Linked DNA regions of Mus musculus: region 1 is linked to region 2. Evidence: chromatin contacts called from public HiChIP or PLAC-seq data. All regions are on one chromosome and are shown on one strand. The core of a region is the stretch at or near the end of the contact, and the rest is flanking DNA. Distances in the headings are between cores, read along the strand shown.

The links. HiChIP or PLAC-seq counts read pairs in DNA pulled down with a chosen protein or histone mark.
Region 1: a contact with region 2 is called in an H3K27ac HiChIP or PLAC-seq map of microglia, with 5 times the contacts expected there. The contact joins the enhancer-like site here to the promoter of Urad in region 2. A contact is called at or near these places in 1 of 39 promoter capture datasets (pre-B cells), 2 of 15 datasets of contacts at CTCF or cohesin (large pre-B cells and pro-B cells), 18 of 484 Hi-C or Micro-C datasets (B cells, the Ba/F3 cell line, CD4 T cells and 9 more), 5 of 115 datasets of contacts at active chromatin or transcription factors (T-cell acute lymphoblastic leukemia, acute myeloid leukemia, bone marrow-derived dendritic cells and 2 more) and 3 of 9 other capture datasets (adipose tissue, liver and pancreatic islet).

Annotation. Positions count from the first base shown.
Region 1 is chr5:147,539,776-147,543,944 of GRCm38.p6, reverse strand. Pan3 (PAN3 poly(A) specific ribonuclease subunit) reads right to left here. Exons shown (of 19, transcript NM_028291.5): 16 at 4,139-4,169; 17 at 737-875. Among named protein-coding and RNA genes, the nearest start is that of Pan3, 110 kb to the right of the region's middle. Within about 2 kb of position 1,459, at least 35 of the 459 cell types and tissues checked have an H3K27ac peak or open chromatin away from gene starts, as enhancers often do. A contact at or near this core is called in acute myeloid leukemia, liver and microglia, where this site is marked.
Region 2 is chr5:147,319,829-147,323,914 of GRCm38.p6, reverse strand. Urad (ureidoimidazoline (2-oxo-4-hydroxy-4-carboxy-5) decarboxylase) reads left to right here and starts at 1,475. Exons shown (of 2, transcript NM_001039678.2): 1 at 1,475-1,758. The coding sequence starts at 1,584.

The sequences.
Region 1 (4,169 bases), core at 210-2,709, 220 kb before region 2:
ATGACATGTCTACAAAACAAAGTATAAAAGAAGGACCATGGTCATCTTATGATGCTTTATCACATTAAAAGGTTCGCATATGAAAACTCTACATCAGCAGTTCTCAACCTGTGGGTCAAAACCCCTTTGGGTCACAGATCAGATATCCCTTTGAGTCACTTAAGAATCACATATTAAATATCCTGCATATCAAATATTTACATTACAATTCATAACAGTAGCAACGTTATAGTCCCCACAACACGAGCAACGGCATTAAAGGGTCACAGCATGAGGAGGGTTGAGAACACTGCTGTAGACGCTCCTGCTTTTGCTTCTGAGTGTTGGGATTAAAGGCATGAGCCACCGTGCCCAGACAAAAAATTCCCACTTTAGAAAATGTCCAGCAAACATACATCCTGTCTTCTTCAGGATCCTAGCACTTGTACACAAGATGGCTCTTTAAGCTGTAATAGCTATCCTGTGATCTCAAAAATCTACAAGGCAGGTGAGTTCCCAGTGGCCCAAGTGCTTGCCACCAAGCATGACACACCAGCACAAAGCAGAGGAACTCCAAAGTGTCCTCTGACCTTGTATGTGCACACAGGGCAGGAGCGCGCGCGCGCGCACGCACGCACACGCACGCACACACACACACACACACACACACACACACACACACACACACGTGCACACACACGCACACACACAGACATAGTAAGAACCTATTAAACACGATTCTTTTCCTTACAAGTACCTTGTTAAGACAAGAAATGATGTGACTGAGGTCGATCCAGGGAGCACCTGCTTCTGTCACCTGATGAAAAAGATGATCTCTAAAGAGTTTCAACAGGTATCTGTCTCCAGTCTCTGACCAGGTTGGATCCTTCTGAAACCTGGGGGGTTAACATTTGACCTCAGTAACTCACTCTACATGCCACACAGCCATATTTTTTCAGACGCAAGATTCATCTAATCTTCCCCAGTTAATTAGAAATTGGAAGGGCTCTGAAAAGTGCTTAAAAAATCTCAACCAACCCAAAAGTACACATATCACATATTCTCTTCACAGGAACAGTTGCCCCTTACATGCTATTCAATCTTTATGACTAGTACAAAATAGAAAACTGTCTGTAGACGTCTCTGAGCCAGGGCTGTAAGGTCCTCTCCTCCTTCCGTGTTCCAGGTTACAGAGGCATCAGCTAAGTTTCCACTTTACCAAGGAACACAGAGGAGGAAATGTTTAGAAAGCAAGGTAGCTTTTAGTCTTCTACACTTCACCAGAAGGTGAAGCTGTGAGGAACTGGAGAACCAGAGACCACTGGTAGTTTTAAGTGACCGGAGGAACCTATAGTCTGGTAGGACACACGTCACTCCAGTAACCTGAGAAAGCAGGGATTCTACCCAGCTACACGGTGCTCTGAGAAGAGGGTAGACAGAGCTGAAACATGAGCCTATCCTGGAAAGAGGAAGCTGAGGCTGCTAGTCCCAGAAAAAAAGCATGCTCTGCAATTCGCAAGAACTAGGAAGGGCCACTGTGTCTAGACAGGGTTTGCAGAGGAAGTCAGAGAACCAGCAGCAATGGACTGGGGGAAAGAAGTCACGAGCATTCTAGAAGAAAGCATGAGATCACGCATTCATTTCTAAGTATAAAACAACATTCTTAACCTGAACACAGAGTCATAAAAAAAGGTTTGATCCATTTGATCAAACACACAGACATCTACCGAGGATGAGCCTAAGCACGGTCAGAGACAACTAAGCCCTCAAACAGGCAACCTCCAGCAGGCAAGGGCACCAACCAACAGCACAACAGACAAAATCCCAACTTTTTTTAAATGGTTTTTTTGAGACAGGGTTTTTCTGTGTAGCCCTGGCTATCCTGGAACTCACTCTGTAGACCAGGCTGTCCTCTCAGAAATCCGCCTGCCTCTGCCTCCAAGGTGCTGGGAAAAAATCCCAACTTCCAAGGAAACATTTTCAGTCAGGCCTCTCACGAACAGTACAACACAATCCTTGCAACACTTCTGTTCTCTGAAGACTCCAGTGCTGCTCGATTCTTTGGTGACCAGGTCCCCCTGCAGCACTGTCTGTAGCTCATGGCATCAACAGTCCATGACTAGGTAGCTAAGCTGTCTGCCTCCAGTGTGTTCTTGCACACAGGAGCAATGCCTCCGTCATAGGGTGGCAGAGGGAGAAGCCCAGCAGGCTCGTGTTTCATGTAGGAGCCTGCATAATTCCAAACAGAGCTGAACAAAATGATTTCTAACATTAATACTGTGAGAAGTGGGGCTGGAGAGATGGCTCAGTGGTTAAGAGCACCGACTGCTCTTCTGAAGGTCCTGAGTTCAAGTCCCAGCAACCATATGGTGGCTCAGAACCACCTGTAATGAGATCTGAAGTCCTCTTCTGGTGCATCTGAAGACAGCTACAGTGTACTTAGATATAATAATAAATAAATCTTTAAAAAAAAATACTGTGAGAAGTGATGATGTTTACGTATTTAAAAGGGGGAGATAAACAATATATTTATACTTGTAACTCTGAAAGTAAATATAAAATTTTTATCAATAAATTAGTCAGGGTGAGGACAACTGGAAAGACTGAGAATGTCAGGTATAAAAAGAGTGATGATATTTTTCACTATTCTACAAAACTTTAAAATTTCGTATTAAAAAATGTAAATAAAATTTTATAAGGACAGTTTAGAATTATATAAATATAATATCATATATCAATAATGTATAAAATGAGAAAGTACTTTAGATTTGCAAAGGACTAATGAATTCACCTCACATGAAAGGTGTACATGAGGGTGTGCTCCACTGGCAAGGGATAAATGATAGAAAAAAGAGAGGCAATAGAGCGTGCGCTCCGGAGAGGGAAGGAGCCAAGACCCCGGAATGAGGGAAGGCAGGCATTAATGTGGCAGCCACGAGGCACAAGCAGCCTGGACAAGAACAGAAGGTGAGAAAAGGAACTGTTAGGCTACTATGTCTCAAGGCATCTGTAACTCTGTCAGAAAGTTGACTGCTGTACAATTATCTGCTTAAGTTCACTATATGGAACTATGATCAACTCCAAGACAGCACAACTGAAAATCGAGAGGAGAAGAACTGGAATCAGGCTTTACTTTGGGCACACTGACAACAGCATGCACCTCTTCCCAGCAGTGCCAGCCCTGAGAACAGAGATCTCAGATCTATGCATCAGCAGAGTGAAGGAATGGGTGGGTCACCAGGTGGATCAAATACCAAGAAAAGTCACAGAACAGAAGAGCCACCTTTTTGAAATACAGGCTGAAAGAGGTCTTAAAACTGGCTCAGCACACATCCTCTTATTAGGACGATTATTAGAGATGATCCTGAGGCTCTTCATTTTCAAAACAGCCAAGCAGGGCTGGAGAGATGGCTCAGTGGTTAAGAGGTCCTGGGTTAGAGTTTCAGCATCCATACAGTGACTCAACAATTGTGTGCACTGCAGTTCCAGGGGATCTGAGGTCATATTCTGCCTCCTAAGACACCAGACACACACGCAGTGCACAATACACATACAAGCAAAATACCCATACACACTAAAGATAAGCTGTAAAAGAAAAACCCACAAGCACCTGTCTGTCACCTACCTCTATGAGAAGTGACACAATTCTGATGTGTAACTTACACATTTTAGTCACAACTGCAACTCTGTCCAGCCCGTCTCAACAGTTAACAAAGTACAGACATCAACTCTGCATAAGGTAACTCTAACTTAAAAGGTAAAACTGGGACAGCATAAAATAATGATGTCACTTCATTACCAATAATGACATCTATGAAAGTGCATTTTCATAGAAAAGAAGGAAACACTACAAACAAGGGACTGCTAGCGTCTCTCAACTGACAAGATAAACTGATGAGATGAGGCTTCCTACAGGAGGCAGAGCACTGCCTCACGTCTGCACATCACGGCCAGTTTCCAGTATGGCACATAAATTCTTAAGAACAGCCACATCCAGGCTGTGGTTTCAAACAGTTCTTAATAACTAGCAGTTTTATGGTCACTTCATATGAGAACTTCCCTTTTCAAAATAAAAACATTAACAAGGTAGTTCGCTCATTCCTTACACAAACTGGAACCCTTGGTTTTAAAACATGCTGTAAATACTGTAAACCCTTACTCCGGCCTCTCGTTGATTGTTCCCAATTTTG
Region 2 (4,086 bases), core at 226-2,725:
AATGTCTGCTGCTAGATAGTGCCTTTTAGACAGGAATAGGGAAGTCTCACCGGTCTAATCTCACCAACATAGTTGTCCAGACCTGTATAATGACATCACCGGCTGACATGCCAATACGGATGGGGAAAACTTTACAAGGTTTCACCCCCTTTAACATCCTTTAGCCTGTAGGCTAAGGCCACCCCTTCAAGCAGTGCTTTATAGTGATTGTACCAGCAGGGGGCGCCCGAGCACCACAGTTTCCGAAACAGAGTGTCAAACACCAGGTTTGACTTGTTACTGCCCCTTGGTACCTAGAAGGGCAAATATTGGGCGAAAGGAAAACAAGGCGTCTTTGGGGAGAATTTGTCCAGGGTGCAATCGTTTCTGGACTCGCGATAATGAGCGCTTTTCGTGCTTGTTCCTAGTCCCACACTGAGTTCTCCTGAGATCAGAGCCCCTCTCCTTCCCACACACTAGGGCAGGGGCGCCTCTCTTTGTGGCGCATGCCCCTACCCCACCCCCTTGCTGTGGTCTGTGGTCTTTCTAATCTTTTCTAGGCTGTTTCCCCTCCCCGCTCCCCCCTCCATCCCCCACCCCACCCCTACCCCGTGAAGAACACCACCAGTAACAGCCTTAGATAAACTGCTGCTGTGATAAAACACTTACCAAAAACAATCTAGGGAAGGCAAAGGTTTGTTTCAGTTTATAGTTTATAGGCTGTTGTTGAAAGAATCCAAGCCAAGAACTCAAGGTGAGAACCTGGAAGGCAGATTCAACCCTCTCTTCTTGGGCACAAACACACACACACACACACACACACACACACACGCTTGTACACATACAAAATACACCTAATTAAAAAAATATTTTTTTAAACGAGAGAAGATAGCACACTCCACCAGAGGCACCTTACCCTGTTCTGTTTACACTAATTAAGTCTATGTGGTGTTAAGCATTTAGAGTTCAAAGAAAGATTAAAACGCAGTGCCTGTGCTCTAGAGCAACAGCAAGGACAGATGAGGTGCTTGTGAGTTACCGTGTGGGTGCTGGGGACAGAACCAGGGTTGTCCCTGAGGACACTGTCCTGGTAATCCAGGCAGGTCACAGGGCCACCTGTTTGGTCTGCATGTGGTACACAGATTACATGCAGGTAAAAGCATACGTGCACACAGACAAGATGGTAATGGCACCAAGTGTCTGTCTCATTACATACGGCCACCGCCGCCACCTCTTGTTATGGCAATGCCTCGGGTGGAATCATTCTTTCTGCAGAAGTCTCTGCTCTCCTGATCATAGCCTTAAGCGGAGGTGGCGGATAGCTCAGTATTCGGGTGCTCCTCGAGCATGCGTGAGACCCTGGGTTCTGTCTCCAGCACACATATTACCCCTACCACCAACAAAACAGTTAAACCTGTGTTTCTCATCGCAGGACCGTTCTGGATAAGCTCCTCCCAGAGATATTTAAACCAGGGTCAGCTGCCCTTGCACAGGGCCAGCATGTGTGTTCAGCAAACACAACCCATGAGGAGGAATTAGCTCACTCGCTCGATGAGAGCGGACCACAGGCAGGGCAGAACACTGCCTCCAGTCCAGGATCAGCCATGGACATGGTGAAGGTCAATTCCATGGACTTCGGAGAATTTGTGGATGTGTTTGGGAACATTGTTGAGAAATGCCCTCTGATTGCCGCTGCTGTCTGGTCCCAGCGTCCATTCTCTGGCTTGGAAGACTTAGAAAATCACTTTTTTGCCTTTATTGATGCTCTCCCGAGATCAGGTAAGACTTCAGGACCGTGTGCGCGAAGTCATTTTCAATATTGTATATAAAAATATTTTAGATTACTTTAGCCTCCTTACTCAGTTATTTAGCCGGGATTATTAGAAGGATCAGTAGACATCCTTTCAAACGCTAGTCTCTTGAAGGTGGACACAAGAACATGGGGGCGGGATGGGCAAGGTAGCATGGATGGCCGAGGACAGCGGAGGCAGAGGGAGGACAATCTCTGAGGTCGAGACCAGCCTGATCTAGAGCGAGTTCCAGGACGGCCAGGGCTATTGGAGGTCAAGAATGGGAACAGGGCAAAGGCCTTGGTGACTCAGAAGCTGAAGGCCCACTTTGGCAATGCCCTGGATGAAAGAGAGGATAGCGAGGACCTCCCAGGGACCCCAGAGAGGAACGGGAAGCGCTGAGCGATTTTCAAAAAAAAAGGGCCGGTTTGGACCAGACAAGGATGCATTCATTTAGATCCCAAGACTCTTTGCAGAGAGAAGTAAAATGGGAGCAAAGCAATGTTTTCTGGGGAGAGTGGGCCACAGGGTGGGGAGAAGAGGGGGTAGAGGTTTATTCAGGATGGCACAGCGGCCGAAGGTCCAAAGGTACATAGTCCCTGTTCATAGGCTACTATGGGTTCTGAGAATAAACCCGACATGCCCTTGGGGAACAAAGTCAGAGGGTAGGAGTCACCTGCCCTTGAGACTGTTCTTAGTCTTCGGTCAGGAGGGTGGTCTCAGGACAGAGCAGGCACTCGCAGCTGCGTTCAGTATGGCTGTGACACTCTGTGGATTCTCAGACTCCTCTGTATGGCTGCCTATGAGAACTTACAGAGGAAGAGCACAGGTCCAGGTTATAAAATCAAGCTGAGGACTGGAGAGATGGCTCAGCAGTTAGGAGCACTGGCTGCTCTTCCAGTGGACTGGAGATCAATTTTAAGCACACATTCCCCACCCCCCAAAGATGCTCGCAAAGGCGTCTAACTCCAGGATCTGGTGTCCTGCTCTGGCCTCCGTAAACACCAAGGACACATGTGATGTGCAGACATACATGCAAACAAAACACTCAAATATGTGAAATTTAAGTGTGTGTGTGTGTGTGTGTGTGTGTGTGTGTGTGTCTATCTGTCTGTCTATCTGTATGTATGTTTGCAAATCAACTAATCAACTCAGGGTCTTTCTTGCTTATCCTGGGCACTCTACCACTAAGATGTACTCAATCTTTTTCACAATGTTTCTAGAACAGAGAGAGAGAGAAGAGGAGAGGAGAGGAGAGGAGAGGAGAGGAGAGGAGAGGAGAGGAGAGGAGAGGAGAGGAGAGGAGAGGAGAGGAGAGGAGAGGAGAGTCTCAATGTATTTGAAGGGTCATTTAAAAATCCTTAATGGGAAGTGGTGGTGAACACTGAGAAGGCAGAGGCAGGCAGATTTCTGAGTTCAAGAACAGCCTGTTTTACAGACTGAGTTCCAGGACAGCCAGGGCGCTCTCTATACAGAGAAACCGTGTCTTGAAAACAAAAACAAACAAACAAAAATCCAACATGCCTGTGCATGCCAAGTGTACCACATACACGCAGATGCCTACAGAGCCAGAGGAGGGCGGCAGATTCCCCTGAAACTGGAGTTATGGGCAGATGTGAACCATCTGATGTGTGTGCTGGGAGCTGAAGCCAGGCCCTCTGCAAGAACAGCAAGTGTTCATCACCACTGAGCCGTCTCTCCAGCTCGATCCAAAGGCTTTTGAAGAAAGTAAGCACACTAGGCTTTTCTAGATTATCTAAAACAAAATCTAGAAAGATGCGCGTGTGCATGCACATGTGGTATGTGTGATGTGTGAATGTATGCGCATGCATAGGGGTGGGGTGCTGATTTCTTCAACTGAGGTTTCCTCTTGACAGATGACTTTGGTTTGTGCCAAATCGACCAAAAGGAACCAGCGTGTGTGCGTGTGCGTGTGCGTGTGTGTGACATGGAACTCTTCCTGGGTAAGGATTTGTTTGGATTATCTAAACAAACAAACAAAGGAGCGAAGAAACTTTCTCGCCGGACAGTGGTGCCTCATATTTTAAATCACAGCACTTGAAAAATAGAGGCGGGTGGATTTCTGTGAGTCTGAGGCCAGCCTTGTCTACAGAGTGTGTTCTAGGACAGCTGGGACTACACAGAGAAACCCTGTCTTGCCAAACAAAATACTTCCTTCCTTTCACAGAACTGAAAATTGAATATTTGGAGGCAAACTGGAGCTGACCTTCCATTTAGGTTAAGCTATGATGTGTAATGGCCAGTAGATGGCAGTACAGGATTAAGATTGGGCTCAAGCCCTCCTTAAAGCTCCAGC